Regions from separate parts of the Mus musculus genome. Here regions 1, 2 and 3 are each linked to region 4. The links are chromatin contacts, called in public ChIA-PET and promoter capture Hi-C maps. All regions are on one chromosome and are shown on one strand. The core of a region is the stretch at or near the end of the contact, and the rest is flanking DNA. Distances in the headings are between cores, read along the strand shown.

Region 1 (5,376 bases), core at 117-2,616, 770 kb after region 4:
TTGCTTCATTGTGATACCCCCTATCGTTTTTTTCTGACACAGCGGGTTTCAAGGCCGCTGGTACACCTAGGCAGAGGCTCCTGAGGCTCTAAAGAGGAATCATCAGATTGTACTGCCAGCATCATCGAGTTGTACTTCTGGTTGCTAGTCACAGAGTATGATCACAGTCTGGTGGGCGAGTCACTGTCAACAAGCCAGGTCCTAGCACTTTGGGGCTCAGTTTGTTGGAAAGACACAGGAATGTAGTCGGGGTGCACTGCAGGGTCCAGTGGCTGAGATTTAACTGGACGCTACTCCCACCCGCAGGGGGCTGCAGAGATGAGGAATCAGAGCTGCGGCCCCAAGCACCACGTTTCAAAAGCAAGAGTCCAGGCAATTAGTGTGCCACCCTGCAACAAGCTAGAAGTAGCAAAAGCAGGGGTCTCACGGGCGGCGCTAACCAAGAGAAAGGAAAACAAAGCCCAGAGACCACCAATCACAACCAGAACCCTCCACTGTAGCTGCCCAACGAGAGGGCGAGTCTTCCGTCGTCTGGACAACCGATTTAGGGCCCGGGTCCCGCGCAAGCGCAGGGTAGGGCAGGACTCGCAGGCAAACCGCTGTCGTGGAGGGTCTGGGCACGTGGAGGGGCTCGGACAAGCTGGCTGGCACTCACCCCAGGCGGCGCGATCGCAGGGCGACTTCCTAACACAGGCTTGCGACTTTCCAGGAAGACCTGCAGGCTCCCTAATAGCCCCAGTTCCGCTCAGCTCTAGCGCTTCCCCGCCCGATGGAGCGGACCAATAGTGAAGTGGAGAAGGTGGCTTCTGCCAATAGGAGTCCTCCGAATGTCGCAGGCCCTGTCCTCGCCTATGGTGTCATCTTCCCTGTTGGCTGAGACCAAGTCAGGAGTAGGGTGGAGACCTCCAAGGTCTGTGGGCGCTTTCTCCCGATAGCAAATCTATGCTATTCTGAGCTTCAATTTCCCTGCCCTCTTATCAATCGCACAAGATGAGGCTGAAATTTGAAACCCTCAACATTTGCTAGTGACCGGAGTTGCGTGGTCTTCTAAGTTTTCTAGGCAACCAATCAGTTCCCGGACCCATTCTTAGCCCAAATGCAGAGAATACGACAGGTGGATTACATTCAGTACAAACAAACCTAGCGCCCACCAGAGCTCAGAACTCTCCAGTCCTAACAGCATCGGTCACCTTCAAACCCTCACTCCTGCTGAGCAGTTGGTGTAGACTCTCAACAGTGCCAGTTCTTAAAAGCCAAACAGAAGGCATGACGGTAAACAAGTTGGCAAACAGACCTCGTCAGCATTTAGTCAGAATATTGATCATCTCAAACTGTCATTTTAATTATTACCTACGGACCAGTAGGCATCAACCCTTCTTCTGTCTTGCCCTACCCCGCCCCGTTCGAATCTGACGAACCAATCAGTACAGGGATCCCCCAGTTTTCCATGAAGTATTACTAAGCCTCCCCCACAAAATCTGTCCCTGCTCTACGCAAGCAGGACCAGGACCCCGCCATCATAGACTCATTAGCCAATCACAGACCATGTTGAATTCATCGCGAATAGATCACAATTTTATTTTCCCTCTCCACGATTTTCAGTTTCCAAACCTTTATGTGTGGTGGAATTTCTTTGCTTTCCCTTTTTCCCCTCTGATCAGTGAAAAAAAAAAAAAAAAACAAAAAACCAAAAAACCGAGCCTGTTGTGTAAGTTCTACTTTTATTCGACAATAACAAACTGCATATAAAAAAGGGAGACGGCAGGCGCAGAGGCCCTGGATCTGCTCCTGTCTGCTTTCCCAAGTATCCATCGTTCCTTGGCCCAATAAGGACCACCCCCTTCCTGCCTGGTGGCGGGGTGAGGATTGACAGGCATAGAAAGTTGTGTGTGTTCCTATGTTGTGTGGAGGGGTGTTGGGGGTCAAGAATGGATAAGGGAAAAGGAGTAGAGAAAGGGTCTTTTCTCATCCCCCATCAGAGTTGGCACCCTAAGGAGGGGTATTGAAGGGGATTATGATGGTCATATGCCTCAGCCTATGAGACGGTAGAAGATCCAGCATCCAAAAGTGACCCAGTGACTGGCCCAGCTGAGCTCTGACCACTTGTGGACAGTGTATGCCATGCCGTAGCCCTGTGGGAGAGAAACAAGTCATGATTTTGAAATTCAACAAGGACAGTGAGTCTCCGGAAAACCCATCTCTTGCCCAGGGATCTTTGGTATTTCATATTCCTGAGTAAAAGAAGGGTCTAGGTGCTTATCAAGGGTGACCAGATACAGTTTGGTTTCTTCTTCTTTAAAGATCATTTTAAGGGGCTGAGTATACAGCTTGATGGGAGGGTCTACATGGGGAGGCCCCAGGTTTTGATTTCCAGCACACCAAAAAGAGTTATTTTAAAAATATGTTGGATGTGGTGGGTCATGCTGATCCCTGAGGTCGTTTGTATATGAGACCACTAGAAATCTGAGTGTCTACCAATACAGGACAAAGTAAACCCTGACAAATTCTTGCAATGAAAAAAAAAAAAAAGGAAGACTGTGTACTTAAAAAATTGGGGGAAGCCAGACGTGGTGATGCACACCTTTAGTCCCAGCACTTAGCACTTGGGAGGCAGGCCGATTTCTGAGTTCGAGGCCAGCTTGGTCTACAGAGTGAGTTCTAGGACAGCCAGGGCTACACAGAGAAACCCTGTCTCAAGGGGAAAGAAATTAAAATATAGAGTGTATGTTTTTGATATGCTTTGAGGAAGTGGGTTAATAGAATAAAATTGAATGTGTGCACATTTTGCAGTGAGTCTCTACAATACTTACTTTTTTGGTTTGTTTTAGGGGTGCTAAAGATCACATTCCAAGCATGGCAGGCAGACAAAGGCTCTACCACTGAGCTATACTCCCAGCCTTAAAGTCTTTTTTTTCAAGGCAGGGTTTGTGTGTGTGTGTGTGTGTGTGTGTGTGTGTGTGTGTGTGTGTGTGTAGCCCTGGTTGGCCTGAAGCTTACTATGTAGACCAGGCTGGCCTCAAACTCACAGAAATCCACCTGCCTCTGCCTCCTGAGTGCTGGGAGTAAAATCATGTACTACCACAGCCAGAACTAAAATGTTTTAAGAAGTGGTAAAGCCTGACATGGTGGTGTGCGCCTATAATGTCGATTTGGGAGGCTGAAACAAAGAGCAACGTTTTCTCTAAAAAGAAACCAAAGTGGGCTTGACGGCTGACTCTCGTAATCTTTCTTTTTCTCAAGACAGCGTTTCTCGGTGTGGCCTTGGCTGTCCAGTAACTTCATCTGTAGACCAGGCTGGCCTTGAACTCAGAGATCCGCCTGCCTCTGCCTCCTGTGTCCTGGGATTAAAGGCGTGTGCCACCACTGCCCAGAGACACAAGTAATCTTCACACTAGGGAGACTGAGATTTGACAAACAAGTTTCAAGTCAGCCTGGACTGAAATGATAATAACAACAAAACAAAACAAAACAAAACAAAAAAAAACACCCAGAGCTTTACCTACTTACTTTTTTTAGGAGACAGGGTTTCTCTGTGTAACCCTGGCTGTCCTGGAACTCAGGCCAGCCTATAGAACTCCATGAACCAGGCTGGCCTTGAGCTCAGAGACAGGGCCTGCCTCTGCCTCCTGAGTGCCTAGCTGCAAATTCAGATTCTCTACACTCAATCTGAAGGAAAAACTTTTTTTTTAAGATTTATTTATTTATTATATGTAAGTACACTGTAGCTGACTTCAGACACACCAGAAGAGGGCATCAGATCTCATTACAGATGGTTGTGAGCCACCATGTGGTTGCTGGGATTTGAACTCAGGACCTTTGGAAGAGCAGTCTGTGCTCTTAACCACTGAGCTATCTCTCCAGCCCAAGGAAAACTTCTAAAAAAATATTTGTAATTAGGAAAGTAACATGAAATTTTATTTTCAATTAAGAATTTAAAAATTGGGGATGGTGAGATGGCTCAGCGGTTAAGAGCATCAACTGCTCTTCCAAAGGTCCTGAGTTCAAATCCCAGCAACTACATGGTGGTTCACAACCATCTATAACAAAAATCCAATGCCCTCTTCTGGAGTGTCTGAAGACAGCTACAGTATACACACATATAATCAATCAATCAATAAATCTTAAAAAAAAGAATTTTAAAATTGGGGAGAGATGGCTCAGCAGTTAAGTACGTTGGCTGCTCTTCCAGAAGTCCAGTATAATGGGCGAGTTCAATTTCCAGCATCACCTACGTGGTGGCTAGCAGCCATCTGTAGCTGTAGTTCCATGCGATATGATGTTTTCCTCTGGTGTATATACATGCAGACGGGATACCCATATATATAAATCTTTTTAAAAAAATTTTAGGGGCTGGAGAGATAGATGGCTCAGCAGTTAAGAGCACTGACTGCTCTTCTAAAGGTCCTGAGTTCAAATTCCAGCAACCATATGCTGGCTCACAACCATCCGATCATGAGATCTGATGCCCTCTTCTGGTGTGTCTGAAGACAACTACAGTGTACTTACATATAATAAATAAATAAATAAATAAATAAATAAATAAACAAATAAAAATAAAAGTACTTTGAGGCTAGCCTGGTCTATATAGTGAGTTCCAGGGTAGCCAGGGCTACACTGAGAAACCCTGTCTCGAAAATAACAACAAAATTAAAAAATTGAACTACTAGAGAGGCTAAGACAGAAGATACTGAGTTTGAGACTCCTATGACATCCTATCTCAAAAGAAAAAAAAAAAAGAAAGAGAAAAAGTAAGACACCCCCCCAAAAAGGGCAAATTTTAGATTTTTCAAAAGCCATATGAACTAATTTTCAAATTGAGAATTTTTTTTCAAAGTAGGGTCTCAGTTATGTTGCACAGGTGGCAACACTCCTGGACTCACAGGCCATCCCTGCCTCAGCATCCCATGTAGCTGGCACCTGGATGTGTGCACTACCACTACAAGGAACATAACATTTTAAAGCAGGATCCAGGGCTATCGACGTAGCTCAACTGGTACATTGACTACTCTGTACACAGGAAGCCCTGGACTCTGCCCCCAGCACAGCATACTGGACCTAGAGGCACAGGTCTATAATGTACCTCAAGGGAGGTGGCGGCAGGATGATTAGAAATTCAAGGTCATCTTTGGCTCCATAATAACCTTGAGACCAGTCTGAGCTACACAAGTCAGTCTCTCCTGTCCTGTCCTGTCCTGTCCTGTCCTCTCCTCTCCTCTCCTCTCTTTCCTATCCCTCTCACGTGTGCACACCCACCCACCCACCCACATCCACACCCATACACAAGGCTGGGGTGTGTAACACAGTAGAGTGCTTACATGCCTTGCATCTCTTGGTTTGGTCTCTAGCAGACCACAAAACTGGGTGTGGTGGTGCATG
Region 2 (4,955 bases), core at 1,105-3,604, 670 kb after region 4:
TTTACCATTCAAGTACTGACTCATCCATTCTCTGGCTGGTTGGCTAAAAAGCTTATTAAGTTATTCATTCATTCACACCTAATCATTTGATCTTCCTTGGATAGAATATTCTCTCATCCCACTTTTGTGATTGAATTCTTTAAATGTATATTATGTGTGTGTGCGTGCAAGGCACATGTGTGGAGGTCAGAGGACAACTTTGTGGAATTGTTTCTTTCCTATCTTTATGTGGATTCTGGGGCTAGAACGATGGTGTCTAGGCTTGGTGGCAAGCGCTGTTCCATCTCAGCGGCCCTCTTTGTCCACTGTTCATCTGTTTACATGCCCATTCATGAATTCTCTGAACCACCTATTCATTACTTAAATGCAAGTAAGTTTTCATCCATTTACCCAAATACTCATGTACCTATTTATCTATAAGCCATCATCAGTCCATCTCCCAATTTAGCCATGTCTGCCACCAATCTATCACCGTGCTCATCTGTCCACCCACCATCCACCTCTTTATGAATTTACAGACAGACTCAAGTACTCATTCATCTACTAACCCCCACCATCTCTCCAGTGATGTGAGAATTGCCACTTACCCCCATGATCTCCACCCGGGTGTGGGGGCACAGGTGGGAGCCCTCCTCTTCTCTCTGGAAAAATGGAATGAGTTCAGATCTGCCCTAATCTTGCTCCCCCACATCTCTGGGTTAGTTCTTCATAACCTTTATTTGAACGAGAGGACTCACCCTCATTGATTGGTGCTGGTGGTGGTGGTAGCTGGCGTCTTTCTGTGGTTAAATAGGGTGGACTGAGAGCCAAAACCATGAGAGGGGCTTTTCCAGCCTCACACCCGTGCACTCACCTCTGTCTAACCTACCTCCCCCCAATTCCCACCAAGGCCTCCTTACCTCCGCTTTGCCTCTGATTCCTTTTTTGTATCTTCTCCTGCACCAAGGCCCGGAAGGCCTGGGCTTCACTCTCATCCGCAAAGTTCAGTCCTACTTGACAGTCCTATACATGCCTTGGGGTCAGCAAACTTCTAGTACGCCCCCCACATCCCCGGGACTTTCTCATCTCCTCCCCATCCCCCCCAACTGCAGCGCAAGGATGCACAAGCTGCTCACTTACATCTCCAGCAAAAGTGTGGAAGAACGGGGTGGGAGTGAGATAAACCAGCTGAGAGTACAGCTCCTGTTCCCAGAGTAGCCGACCAGCCTGGAAAGTGGGGGGAGGTGCATGCTGAAATCCAGGCATCTTGGGTGGCAGACCACTGGAGCATGGTGTCCAGGTTTGGTGTCCCGGGGTTTTATTTAAAGCTCTTCAGCTTCAGCTCACTATCAGAGTTTGGGTTCTAGGTGTCTGAGAGTCAGACACCGATATGAGAGATATGGGTTTGGGAGCCAAAGCCTATATGTAGGAGTTGAAGGCTCCACGTTGTGAATTTAAGATTCCAGTTCTAAGAGTATTCAACATGATTTAGAACATATTTGAGGCTGAGGCTCAGGTATTTGTGGAGCAGATCTAAGTCTTGATATAAACCTTCTGAGGTCCGTCTTCTTAGACTCAGAATGAGAAAAACACAACTTGGGATCTGTATTGGTCTTTGGTTCTGGAGCTCAGGGGGTCACTGATATGAGTGAAGGCTTGGAGCTGTGGACAAAAACTGGTTTTGTAAGTTGGGAACTAGCTTTCCTGTCCAGTGGGGCATGGGGTCACCTGTAGGCCATAAAGGCGGATGAAGTAGGACTTCTGAGGGTTATCCTTCACGAAGCACACAGCCCCGCAGTGTTCCATGGTCCAGTGCTCAGCTCCAGGGGGCAGTGCCAGGTAGAGCTGAACAACTGTGGTAGCCAGTGTCTAGGAGGGGAGAGCAGGGGTCAGTGCAGTGTGCTCATGGGTCACCAGGCCTGGTCCTTGCCTGCCTGTGGCTTTCATGAGCTTGGGGAAAGAGCTGTAGCCAGGAGGAAGGGGAGTAGACATCAAGATAATGGGGAGTGAGTGAATCTGAGGAGAGGAGATGGGGAGAAGGGGGATACAGGGATGATGGGAACAAGGAGAAGGGAAATATGGGTAAGAGGAGGAAGCAGAACGGGGAAGAAGAAGTAGAGAGGAAGAAGAGGAGAGGGAGGGAGACTGGGAGGACCAGGAGATCTCCCAACTCACCCAGCATTTTCGGCCAAGAAGCTCAAAGAGTCTCTGGTTTTCATGGTCCTGGAGGAGGTTGGAAGGAATGTTCTGCTGAACGGCTGGTCCCCCTCGGCCCCCAGGCCTGCCTCCTACAGGGCCAGGGCCACTATTCATGCTGCCTTCTGCCTTAGTCCTCTCCAGCTAAGCTCTGGGTGCAGGGTAAGAAGAGGAACTTCCGCAGTGAGCAGGGGAACAGGAAGTACAATAAACCACAAGGGAAATAAGTCCTCCAGGGCCCCCCAGAGGGCCTGTTCTCCTCTCTAGGACAGGCATGGGCCCTCCTCCATTTGCGTGGCTAGATCCAAGTTTGTAATGAGCTCAGGGCATCTTCCTTTCTTCTTTCTTCCCAACGTCCTCTCCCTTTTTGTGCGGGGCCATTTCCTTCTGACAGGCTTAGATCAGCCTTGCTCTAGTCGGACACTGAGGGAGAGCTACGCCATCTGCAGAGCTTCTCCTTCAGGGTAGCTACGCAGAGAGTAGTCACAAGTCTGTGTAGCCTCCTTCCGTCTTCCAAAAGCACCGACTTGGCCTGGGGTTGAATCTAAGGCTCCAGGTGCTAAAGGGCCATTGCATTACAGCTTTTCCTTTTAAAGGCATATTGAGCCGGGCGTGGTGGCGCACACCTTTGACCCCAGCACTCAGGAGGCAGAGACAGGCAGATTTCTGAGTTCGAGGCCAGCCTGGTCTACAAAGTGAGTTCCAGGACAGCCAGGGCTATACAGAGAAACCCTGTCTCGAAAAACCAAAAAAAAAAAAAAAAAAAAAAAAAAAAAGGCATATGAACTAATCTCTAGCTTTGGACGTTGCCAATGATATAGAAGGCCATGACTCACTTCCCCATCTTTTACTCTTGCCCCCTGTAGCTCCCTAATTACTTTCTTTTTCATTTATTTATTTCATGTATGCGGGTACACTGTCGCTGTCTTCAGACACACCAGGAGAGGGCATTGGATCTTCATTACAGATGCTGTGAGCCACCATGTGGTTTCTGGGATTTGAACTCAGGACCTCTGGAAGAACAGTCAGTGCTCTTAATCACTGAGCCATCTCTCCAGACCCCAATTACTTTCTTTTGTAAAATTTATTTTTATTTTATGCGCCTTGGTGTTTTGCCTACATGTATGTCTGTGTGAGGGTGTCAGAGTTACAGACAGTCCTGAGCTGCCATGTGTGTTCTGGGATTTGAACCTATGTCCTCTGGAAGAGCAGTCAGTGCTCTTAACCACTCAACAATCTCTCTAGCCTAAACTCAGACCCCCACCCCTTTTTTGTTTTTTGTTTTTGTTTTATTTGGTTTTTGTTTTGTTTTGCTTTGCTTTGCTTTGCTTTTGTTTGTTTGTTTGTTTGTTTGTTTGTTTTGAGACACGTTTTCCCTGTGTAGAGCCCTGGCTGTCCTAAAACTCACTCTATAGACCAGGCTGGCCTTGAACTCACAGAGATCCATCTGCCTCTGCCTTCTGAGTGCTGGGATTAAAGGCCTGTATCACCATGCCTGGCCCTAATTACTTTCTTTTCAATCTCATTCGGGAAGGAAGGACTTGACAGTATAAATAAATAAATACTAAAACAACATCTTGATTGATTTTTTTATTATGTTGGGACTTTATGAAAGTAGGGAACCTTTGAAGGCTTAGTTGTCTCCACTTTTGGTGATAAGGATTGGCTCCCGGGCCTTGACCATGGTAAGTACGTGCTCTAACTCTGAGCTGTACCCTCATGCCTTCTGATCCCATTGCCTAAGGGAGGAGGCTGGCCAGTTGGGAAGGAGGGTACCAGGGGTAGGGACAGCAGTTTGACATGCCTAAGCAGCTTTCAGATGTGGGTACAAACCTTTGAATTGGATGTCCTCGGGGCTGCCTGGAACTTGACTGTCTATGCCTGCAGGCACAAGGTCTTCGATCCAAACTCAGGCTCCAAATACCTTTTGAGATCATTCCTTCAACTTCTTCCAGCCTCTCACCCAGTCTCCAAATAGTTTATGGGGCCCACAGCATACAGAGCTACTGACATCTCCAGATCTGAAGCACCTTACAACCTGATTCTTATTTTCTTTCATTTACGGGGGAGGGTGTGGGACCTATAGAGTTTCACTTAGTCCAGGATGACCTTGAACTTGTGTAACTGTGGATGATATTAAACTTCTGACCATCCTGGGGATTGAACTCAGGACCTCTAGAAGAGCAGTTAGTGCTCTTAACTTCTGAGCCATCTTTACCTCCTCCCATATGCTGGGGTTACAGATGCCATCATCCCTGGCTTTTCCAAGTACATATTTGGCTTTAAAAAACCATTGTAGGATGCTGGGTATGGTGGCACACACTTTTGACTCCAGAATTCTGGATGCAGAGGCAAGAAGATCACTTTGAATTTGAGGCCAGCCTGGTCTACATAGTGAATTCTAGAAGAGCCAGAGCCGCATAATGAGACCCTTGCTCAAAAAAAAAAAAAAAAAAAAAAAAAAAAAAAAAAAAAAAAAAGGAAGGAAGGAAGGAAAGAAAGAAGAGAAAAAGAGAAAAAGACATTCCAGGCTGTGAGTGGCCCAGTGTGGTAGAGGCTGTGGTTTAATTTCCTTTATTGTGTGTATATAAATGTGTACATTTCAAGGTAAACATCTCAATTAAACTGGTTCTACAATAAATGCTTTTCAGACTGACTTCTGACTTTCCATGTAGTTAAGGCTGGTCTTGAACTTGTGATCGTGAAGCCCCAACTCCCCAAATACTGAGATTACAAGCATGTGCCACCATGATTTAGGGGATGCTGAGAATCAAACTCAG
Region 3 (4,817 bases), core at 614-3,113, 720 kb after region 4:
CATAAAATATGAGCACTATGTAAAATTCCCATTTTCAGCATAAACTAGATTTAAAAACACTGGTACCTGACTATCCCAACCTCTCAATACCCACCTGCCACTGTAGTCTCTAGACCGCCCATACCCATATCCATATCCTCCAGGACGACTGTCATATCTTCCACTTCCATATCCCTGGTCTCCACCACCTACAGAAAAATATTCAAATAGTAGCTGTTCAGACATAGGCTCTTAACATTAAATAGCGCTACTTAATCTCATAATCAAACCATGACTGCACTTACCTCTAGAGTAACTGCGACCACGCCCACCAAAGGCACCCCCTCTGGATCCCCTGGCAGACTTTCCTGCATGATCAACTCGGATTTGGCGCCCATCCAGGGACTAGGTATGGGAAGGAGACAGACACAAGGAATTGTCAGTCACAGTAGGGATGAGGGAAGAATGGGCACAGGCAGGTAGGTGTAGGCAAGAGCCCAGAAATTCCTGCTGGGCACCAAATTCTGGGTGCCTCGTCCAAGCCAAGCTCCGCTGACCAGAATGGCTTCACCAGGAGCTATGGAATCCCACAAAAAGACCTGAATCCACCGGTCTCCCCTGCTACTACTTACATCTTGACTGAACTCAGGCTGACGTATCCTCCCCACTCCTCTAAGCTGCCCGACTATTAGGGCTAGACACCTCTCTCGGTCTGAGGCTTCAGAGTCCATCCCAGCAGACTCACGAGGTCCTCTCCGGTCCTCTGCCAGGCCCACAGCTCTGCAGACTCTACTACCTAAGCCCAGAGCAGGTCAACCATCCACAGGTGGCTTCTCCGCCTCATGCAGGACCAGTCGTCGCCTCCCAGGCAGCCCGGCTCTGTCTGCCGCTGCCCTCCACCCCCTAGAACAGAAGGCAGTCATGCTCCTGTGAGTGGCCACGCTGCCCCTGGCAGACATAGAGGGAAAACAGAAAGAACGAAGAAAGTGGCAGACAGGGAGACGGCCCCTGTGCAGGCAGGAGGCCTCACCTCTCCATTCATAGCTCTCATCGCATCTGAGGCATGCTCTGGGTTTGTGAAGGTGATGAAGCCAAAACCCCGGGATCTTTGAGTCTCCCGGTCCTTGACAACAACCACTGGGGGAGGGGCAGAAAGACAAATGTTAGAACCCTAACATCTAAGTAGAAAGTAATAGCCAGGCACAGCCACAGATCAAATAGCACTTGGGAGAATTAGGACCCCGCCAACCCCCCCGCTCCTGTTTAAAAAAAAAAAAATCCTGTATCCAACTGAATTTATTTCAGCCTAACCGTTACCGTACAGACATGGAAGTTAAAGAGAATTTCAGGTTTTAGTTCTAGACTAGCTCTTCTCCACCAACCCTCAACCCCGGGGCTGGTCCATGGCTCACCCTCAGAGATAGGCCCAAAGCTGCTGAAGTGGTCTTCAAGTGCCTGTTCATCGGTGTTGAAGTTGAGCCCTCCTACGAAGAGTTTCCCTTCTTCAGACGACATGGCAGAAGGCAAGTCCTAAAGGGAGTGCACGAATTATTGGGGAGTCAATGTGGCAGGTAGTGAGGTGTACAATATCCGGATACAGAGAATTACAGCGAAGACAGAAAATGGGTTAAAAGAGACAATTCAAATGGCAAGAGGCTCGGGAGCAGAAAAGGCGGGAACCAGCAAGGCTGGGTGAGCCCATCCGCCATTTGATGACTCCTATCGCGCATGCCCACAACATCCCAGGCTGCCACGCCCGTCATTTTGTACGGTCGCGCAGGCCTACAGCAGCATTGCATTTCCTCTTTCCCCGCAGAACAAGATGGCGGCGGTCACGTGGGAAGGGACAGCCGGTACAGGTTGGCGCGTGGTCCCCGCCGCCGCCCGAGCCCGTGCCTTCCGGCATTTCTCCCGTTCCGATGCAGCACGCCCGCCTCACAATGAATACATTTTTGCCTTCGAGCCTGGGACTAACCCTCCTCAAAGCTCAAGCCCACATATCAGCGGCCACAACTCTTCCTGCCCTCGTCCCTCGCCCATAGAGGGCAAGGAAGTGAGGTGGGGAACGAGCGCTGAGCAAGGCGAAGGCGCTTACCTGGAAATTAAAAGTCAGAGGACGGCAGAGACGACGAGCTCGAAGGAACCGGGAGAACAGAGAGACTGCGGCGCGGGAAGACGCCTGATAAAGCGTGCGTAGCCGAGACGTCACACAACGTCCCCCAGCGCGCCCTGGCGTGCGTGCTCATTGGTTGAGGCCAGCGGGGGGGGGGGGTTGGGAAGAGGACGAGGAAGGCGGAGGCAGCAATTTGCCTCGCCGCTTCCGGGAATCGAGAGGAGCTTTATGAGTTCAGTGCGTTCTCCTATAAGCATCTCCTTTCTGCCCGAGAGACTGGCCCCCTTTCCATCTCAAACGGTTGGATCCATAGAGCCTTTTCCTCCCTGACGTCATTTTCAGTGTTTTTGACGTCATCTCTCCCTTTCCATAGGAAGTCCTAACTGACAGTAGGTCGGTGCCAGCGAACTGCCGTCCTCAGAAACCAATCTTTTCTTTTTAGACCTTTAACTGCATATCCCTTAAGGCCCCGAGGCCTTCAGAGTTCTTCCTGTCAAACCTTACATTTCCGAATGCTTAGCCCCTCCTCCTAACATATAGCTGTGTGTTAGCGGACTCCTTCCCTTGGTGTCATCCTCTGACTTAAGTTTGCATCCTTATCTGACAGTCTCTTTACGCCTGATAATGCGTTCAGCAAGCCAGGTAGCCTAGCTTCAAAGGATGCAAATCTCAATCCACTAAACGAATTTTACTCTCTATTCGGGATACTGGGTCTTGATCGAAAGGATGAACTTTTGCAGTACATAATGAAATCCATAGCAAGTAGTGTCTAAGTCCACTGCCTGACGATGTGATCTTTCCCAGCCTTCAGTGCCTAATAACTTGTTTGCCTCCAGGAACTCTACATTGTTGACTCCTAGAATAAATTTGTTCAACATTGTAAAGGCCTGCCTCCCACTCCTCCACCAACCCCACCACAAATCGATTTGCTACCCTTTGGATGCCATTCATCTGTAATTCCTGGTAAGCTTATTCCCACATTTCTCAGTGATTTTCATGGATTTTTATTAAATTTGTAAGTAGTTATCTTTAGTTGAATACTTTTTGTTGTTCTAATATTTCTCACCCTGTGGTCTGTCCCTCACTGTATGCTCAGGTCACCCTGGAACTCATAAAACTTTTGCCTCAGCCTCTTCAGTGCTGGGATCATCACCACAACCAGCGTGTCTGTACTTTTAAAGAAATCCTCCCTGCCCAGGTCCCAAAGATACTCTTCTGCAGCTTATTACGTTAGCTGTATACTTTTGCTTTTAGTTTAAGGTCCTCAGTCCTTCTATAGGGTTCAGCTCAGTGGCAGAGTGCCTTCCTAGTATGTGCAAGTCCCTTGGCTTATATCCCAACAAAGAGAGAGAGCTGTGTCTGCTTTTACTGTGCCATTGAACCAGATGCCTCATCACCATCTATCAGAAAACTGAGGCAGGGTTGTGAATTGGAGCTTTAACAAGTTCCAGGCTAACTTTAGCTAGCCTATGGTGAGACCCCGTATTCAAATAAGCAAACAAAAATTGGATGATTTTTGAAATTGCATTTAATGTAGAGTTGAGAATAACGTCATATTACGTGAGGGTTTAAGGTATGTGCACACTGATACTGTTCCCATTAAGATCTGGCACTTTAGTTGGGTATGATAACTTAGACCAGAAATCCTAGCACTTGGGGAGCCTGGAGCAGTAGGTTCTTGCATTTAAGGCCAGCCTGGGCTACCTAATTAGTTACACCCATCTGCCAAACTCCCAAGAAAAACGCCAGACAAAAGAATTGGAGCCTAGTTCTCTTGCCCCTTGAGTATGGACTGGACTTAGGGGAGCAATTATAATGTGCAAAATAATTGAAGCACAAGTCAGAGTGTGTCGTGACTGGGTCGCTGAAAGGCACTTTGGTTTTCTGTTCTCTCATGCAGGCTGAGCTTTCTGTGACATGTTTGCTGGTTTATCAAGAGCAGTCCTAAAGAGGGGACTAAAGTGACACGGAACTGTGATATACTGCCAAGAGGTACAGGAACAGGCCTTCCTAGAAGTGGATCCACACCTACACTACTGTGTAGGCTGACACCTGGATGGATGGTATATGAATGCTATGAATCAGAGTCACCTAGCTAGGCCAATCCCAGAACCCCGACCGTCTAAAACCACAGATGTTTGTTTTGTCTTGAGACTGTGTAACTCAATTTGTGAATTGGTGCTTAGTTCCCTTGCCCCTTGAGCCTCACACAGGCTCGAACTTAATGCATGCAGCAGCATGCCTGATATACTCATTAAGCTTTGTGCTAATTTGATATCAATAGATACCTAATACATCTTCCCAGCAAAGAGCATGAAATATCTTTATTTACATCACACACACACACACACACACACACACACACACACACACACACAGAGCAAGTGTAGGGAAGGGAGGGAGACAGGGTCTCTATGTAGACAGGGTCTGTATGTATTCTAGGTTGGCCTGGACCTCACCGCATAGCCCAGGATAGCTTCACACTCTCAATCCTCCTACCTAGCACTACAGATGTGCATCACTGTGACTAACTTTATCTATTTATTTGAAAATGGGATATTGCTAAGTCCCCTAAGAGGGCTCAAACTCCTGGGCTCAAGTCATCCTGCTTCAGCTTCTGGAGAGGTGAGACTAAAGATAACTATCGACTAATTTTGGTTTTGTTTGTTTGTCTGTTTTTGTAGATAAGTGTCTTACTATATAGCCTGGCTGGCTAGGAATTTGC
Region 4 (5,295 bases), core at 830-3,329:
CTTATAAGTGAGTACATACCATGCGTGTCCTTCTGGCTCTGGGTTATCTCACTCAGGATGAGATTCTCAAGTTCCATCCATTTAAAATAATGAGATCACAGGCCACATTTCAAGTGACCAGTAAGTTCCAAACCGTTACAGTATATAATATCTGAAGGAGACTTTATGTTCTATGTCTCACTTGGGGTTAGTGACAGAGGCATGAGACGCAAGCATGATTGGCTTTCTTGTTGCTAAGCAACAGTGATTTTTTTTCTTCCCCCCCAGAACAGGAACCGAGTGCAAACAGGAAGTGCCATGTTCCACCAAAGCTCCACTGGCTCCCTCTAGTGGCCATTTAGCAGTCACAGACAAAGCTAGAGATAAGGTACTTGCTCAAATGCCAAGGCTGCAGGCAAGCTCAACCATCCCCCCTGGATATTAAGTTCAATGCCAACAGGATTTCAGATGCAGCAATACCAAAGCTAGAATGATTCATCTCTTCCTCCTGAAAACATGTCCTGAGAGCAGAACTGGCCCTAGAAAACATCTGGCTGCATAGAAGTATCAGAATGGAGACACTGACTGTGGAAGAGAGAAAGACCTCTCTCTGGAAAGGGAGGGAGTCAGAAGCCCTATGGGAAACTGTAGATTATAAGACTGGGGCTGCCTCTAGATTTCCCTTAGTTAACAAGACACCAAAACAACACTCCTTAGGCTTCTCTTGAGATTAGGGGCCTGAAATGTCAATAAAAATATACACGTTCAAGGCAATGACCAACTTAGTTTGTTCATGAGGCACTGAGCTACGTAATACAATGGTAAATTAGACAGCATGATCCATACTCCAGTGGAGACCCTAGTCCAAAAACAACCCTCCCATTTGTTAACACATTACCTACCCAGAAAATAGCTTAAATGTAACCTAACCAAAAATTAGGCAGCTCTAGATTCCCAGGTGTGCCTGGGCCATACATCTCTCAAGCCTACTGTTGTTGGGAGAGCTGGATCTGGGAAAGGAAGACAAGATCTGAAGTACTCATGGTTCCCTGCCTTACCCAAGCATTTCTCAACAGTCCTTGTAATTTTTTCAGAAATCCTTCCATTCAGAGTCCTGCCTCCCTCGGATGGAAACCCAAGCTTAGCCTAGGGGAAGGACTATGCCCTAGTAGGTTCTACTGATTGGATGCTCTTCCATACAACTTTGGCTCATGAGGAAAACAAGAACTGCCTGGCAGAAGCCATGCCCCATGGATGTGATAGACCATGACCAAGGGACAGTAAGGATTAGAATCAACTAAGATTTATTTATCTTATGTGTTTGAGTGTTTAGCTCACATACATTTCTGCGCAGGGACACTGGTTTTCCTTCCTTAGGTAACAAGGTAGACGACAGATGATATAGATGATAGATGGCATGGGTATGTGTGTGTGCACGCCCCTCCCCCTCGACCTATTAGGGAGCTCAAAGAAACTTGTAGCTGGCTAGAAATCTGATTTAGAGACTAAGTAGTAGAAACATGTATGTTCCCTCTTCTTGTCCGCATGGACACTGCTGTGGTTGAGTTCCGAACTATGTCTCTAGAACATCCACAACATCTACTTGTGGAAACTAACACTTGGAGGTGGGAAGATGCATAAATAGTTGAGAGCACTTAATTCTCACAGAGGGTCTGGGTTCAATTCCTAAGACCCACGTGGTGGTCCATAACTCACGTTCGGGGGGGGGGGATCGATCCAATGCCCCTCTTGTAACCTCTGTAGTCACCAGCACGAACACCTTACACGCGCGCGCGCGCACGCACACACACACGCGCGCACACACGCACACACACGCACATTTTACCTTCTTTAAGTACCGGGGGCAGGGGGGAGGGGGGAGTTTCCCCGTGTGCTCGTGCACGCGCGCACGCACGCACGCGTAGGGAATGTAAGTAAAGCGTCTAGACAATAAGGACCTAAAATGAAAGAGCCATAAGCTACCTACTTACGTTTTTATTTCTCAGTTCTCCAAGTTCCAAATCATCCGGCCCACTAAGGTCCAAACTTGGAGGAAGCTCGAGTCTCTGCTTATTAACACGTGTCGCGGCACGGCTGACTTGTGCGTCACCAACCACAAGGTGGCGAAAGAGATTATCACATCAAACCAGCCTGCCTTCTGCCTCTTCTATACCATTATTTTGCTAAGCAGAAGCATTTCCTGAGCGTGAGTCATTCAATGAGCACAGTGGTCCTATGGATTGTGGCCCTATGGATTAGCTATGATTTCACAGATGAGCAAACCAAGAGCTGCAGATACCTGTGGAGTTTGGCTGTTACCTATTTTTAGTACTGCATCTGCATTTACACCAGCGTCACCACACACATATGAGTACTGTAGTGTTACTTATTTGGCAATTGCTCTGCCATCTTTTGGCAATAAGAATTTATTTCATCCTCATCACAGTCTTACAGGATCACCATCATATATGTGGTCTGTTGATCAAACATCATCATACAACACATGACTATATGTTTCTATATGTTATCTATGTTTTTACTTAAAGGTTTTTTATTATGAAAGAAACTGTATTCCTGGTAACAACTTTCAAATTATAATAATGAGTAAAAAGTCTCCTTTCTTCCCATTAGAACTAGTCAAAAGCGTAACTCCTCACATATTCCTTCATAATTTGTTTACAAATACATAAGCATACTTCATATGTTTATCTTACAATGCACACAAATATATTGTACACACTGTTCTACAGCTTGCTTTTTCTAATTAGGACAGTATCTTGATAGCAGATGTGAGCTGAGGCCACACTGGCCTGTGGACCTCATTTACAGATCTGGAGTAGGACGTGACTGTCCTCACCTGAGAACAGCAAGTGTGTCACCTGATATATTGCAGCCTGAGGTGACAATGAAATGTGGAAGAAGAGAGCGGACTCTCTGCAGCAGCAAGAAAGCGTGGTGAGGTGTAAGGCAAGCCTGTTAATGGGCAGCAAGTGGGACTGGTCCCCATCTCTGGTATATTCAGGTCCTTAAGCTATAGTTTTGAGAAAGTTCAGATTTGGATACAGGCAATGTTCACAGTGCCTTTGGGGACAGGGCACCTCTTTACACCACCGCACAGTGCCAACGTGTGGAAACCCTGTGGGGTAGTAATTGGTAGCATTTTAAAGGTGACAAAATTGAGACTCAAAGAGGACAAGGCTCCCAAGGCTACCCTACTTGAAGCAGCACCTCCCCTTACCTACCTTGTCAGTACTTACAGGACCCTGGGGAACTATTGGCTATTGGTAGACTCTGGAAGACCGGATATCATTATCTTCAGATATGTACCCACTAGGGAAGCCAGCCAGGTCCAGTGCATAACTCCACAGTTACAGTCACATAAGCAACCCTTTTTAAACTGAGTATGTCACAAAACAAGAAGCCATGAGTGTAGGAAAGGGAGGACAGGGGTGAGAGAGAGACAAGAAAGTAAGGATTAGAGCAGTCAGAATCCATATATATAAACATATATGACATTATTACAGAACAAACTTAATTTATAAAAAACATTAAAAACACCCACATAAAATTAACCTAAGAAAATCAAAGATACAGATTTTACTTCTTGGTGCCTAAATATCAAGTAATTTTTTAAAAACCAATCCTAGAAAACTGTTTTTTGTTTGTTTGTTTGTTTGTTTGTTTGTTTTAATTAGCAACAAATGGTTAGCAGTGAATGTAATTGTCTGACTCTATGATTACTACTCAGAAAAGTTAAATAACTCATGTACTTTAAAAAAGAAATTGAAAGGGAAAAGGATGGACCTGGACATTGTTTTGTTAAGTGAGGTGATCCAGATTCAGAAAGGAAGAGGCAGGCGGATTTCTGAGTTCAAAGCCAGCTTGGTCTACAGAGCAAGTTCCAGGAAGTCAGCCAAGCAGAGAAACCCTGTCTCGGGGAGAAAAAAGAAGAGAAAGAAAAGAAGACAGGCAGGCAGGCAGGCGGGCAGTGAAATACTGGATGTTCTCTCTCATGTACAGATGTGTGTGTGTGTGTGTGTGTGTGTGTGTGTGTGTGTGTGTGTGTGTTGTGTGATATGAAACTAGAAAGGAGACAAAAGGGGAGAAAGAAGGTGTTGATGGAGGTGTTGATGAGGGGAGAGAACAAAAATAGAAGACATGACATGGCATGGAAGCAGGAAGGAGGCTGAGAGGGTAGGAGAGGCAAGGGGACGGGGAGGAGAGAAGGAAGACCAGCATAAACAAATTATGCTCAAAAATACCATAGCAAACCAAATACTTTGAATAATAAAATGAAATAAAAAGAAATTAAAAAGAAATAAACCTGCCCCAAAAGATGGTTTTCAGCAACTATTCATATATATATATATATGTATATATATATACATATAATATATATATACCTTTTTGTACAGAGTAAACATTGAAAAAATGTTTGTATGACAAATACTTATTTAAAACTATATTTACCACCTCTAACATTAAACTAAATTTACATCCATTAACATATATTTTGGATTTATTCATCTTTATAATTGTAGACTCTCTATTACTACATGGCAATTATAGGGCTTCTAAAACATGAAGTAGCACTGTTTTAGAAAATCCATACTGAATTGCTAAGGGGATAAAGGGCTGATTCTTGTTGATATTGAACGTGGCAATCAGTGTCTGGAGCTTGGAAGAAGATAAGAGCAAACAAGGAGTATTTTATTAATACAATGACCCAAAGACACTAGTATATATATGGTGTGACATAAATAATCACAAATTAATCTGTGCAGGTTTTTCTCAGTCTCTGCCGTGTATGTGCTTTCAAAGCACTTGCTCCGGGATGCAGGTGCAGCCCACACTTTGCTTACCTAGTCTGGAGACAAAGGCTGAGCTCAGTCCTCACCATGACAAAACATTGGTTTCCTTAAGTTGCTCTTCCTACGGAAAAATAATCTAAGAAAAGACTTAACTGCAAGGACCAGTGATTTGGAAGTCATTTTAATATCACCTGGGATATTTCTTAGTGGTCATGACAGGAAAAACACAGGGACCACAGCAGAGATGTCCGGATATTTATTAGAATGTAAGGCTCCTGCCTCACTACCTCATTCATGGAGTCCAGTTTTCTGCCAATCAACAAGGAAGTCTTTTGTACAACACATGTACCCTCATTCGGAGCTATATTGGTTTTTCAATTTGCTTGTTTGTTTAGAAAAAATAAGCATATGCCAAAGGAAATAAAATATTGAGAAGAGATGAGAGAAGGCAAAAGAGACCTTAAGGGGGAGGGGTGGAGAAGATAACAGAACATGGGTGATTTGA

What was found. Promoter capture Hi-C pulls out the DNA fragments that hold promoters and counts their contacts. ChIA-PET counts read pairs in DNA pulled down with a chosen protein or histone mark.
Region 1: a contact with region 4 is called in an RNA polymerase II ChIA-PET map of memory CD8 T cells, with 6 read pairs. The contact joins the promoter of Ebp here to the promoter of 2010204K13Rik in region 4. A contact is called at or near these places in 1 of 39 promoter capture datasets (liver), 2 of 115 datasets of contacts at active chromatin or transcription factors (memory CD8 T cells and pancreatic cancer cells) and 1 of 9 other capture datasets (pancreatic islet).
Region 2: a promoter capture Hi-C map of pre-B cells shows a contact between it and region 4, with 7 times the contacts expected there. The contact joins the promoter of Was here to the promoter of 2010204K13Rik in region 4. A contact is called at or near these places in 4 of 39 promoter capture datasets (cranial neural crest, pre-B cells, second pharyngeal arch cranial neural crest and 1 more), 3 of 484 Hi-C or Micro-C datasets (cortical neurons, embryonic stem cells and nephron progenitors), 5 of 115 datasets of contacts at active chromatin or transcription factors (astrocytes, embryonic stem cells, memory CD8 T cells and 1 more) and 1 of 9 other capture datasets (liver).
Region 3: a contact with region 4 is called in a promoter capture Hi-C map of pre-B cells, with 7 times the contacts expected there. The contact joins the promoter of Rbm3os here to the promoter of 2010204K13Rik in region 4. A contact is called at or near these places in 5 of 39 promoter capture datasets (cranial neural crest, liver, pre-B cells and 1 more) and 2 of 115 datasets of contacts at active chromatin or transcription factors (embryonic stem cells and memory CD8 T cells).

The regions. Positions count from the first base shown.
Region 1 is chrX:8,192,146-8,197,521 of GRCm38.p6, forward strand. It overlaps Ebp (phenylalkylamine Ca2+ antagonist (emopamil) binding protein), which reads right to left and starts at 1,367. Exons shown (of 5, transcript NM_007898.3): 1 at 656-1,367. It overlaps Porcn (porcupine O-acyltransferase), which reads right to left. Exons shown (of 15, transcript NM_023638.4): 15 at 1,701-2,132. The coding sequence ends at 2,031.
Region 2 is chrX:8,088,137-8,093,091 of GRCm38.p6, forward strand. Was (Wiskott-Aldrich syndrome) reads right to left here and starts at 2,355. Exons shown (of 12, transcript NM_009515.2): 1 at 2,155-2,355; 2 at 1,708-1,848; 3 at 1,120-1,206; 4 at 900-1,002; 5 at 738-779; 6 at 588-641. The coding sequence starts at 2,292.
Region 3 is chrX:8,143,564-8,148,380 of GRCm38.p6, forward strand. It overlaps Rbm3os (RNA binding motif protein 3, opposite strand), which reads left to right and starts at 1,864. Exons shown (of 3, transcript NR_033561.1): 1 at 1,864-2,168; 2 at 2,929-3,055; 3 at 3,993-4,401. Rbm3 (RNA binding motif (RNP1, RRM) protein 3) reads right to left here and starts at 2,317. Exons shown (of 7, transcript NM_001166410.2): 1 at 2,075-2,317; 2 at 1,392-1,509; 3 at 1,010-1,116; 4 at 285-384; 5 at 95-188. The coding sequence starts at 1,494.
Region 4 is chrX:7,420,909-7,426,203 of GRCm38.p6, forward strand. 2010204K13Rik (RIKEN cDNA 2010204K13 gene) reads right to left here and starts at 2,080. Exons shown (of 2, transcript NR_027924.1): 1 at 1,971-2,080.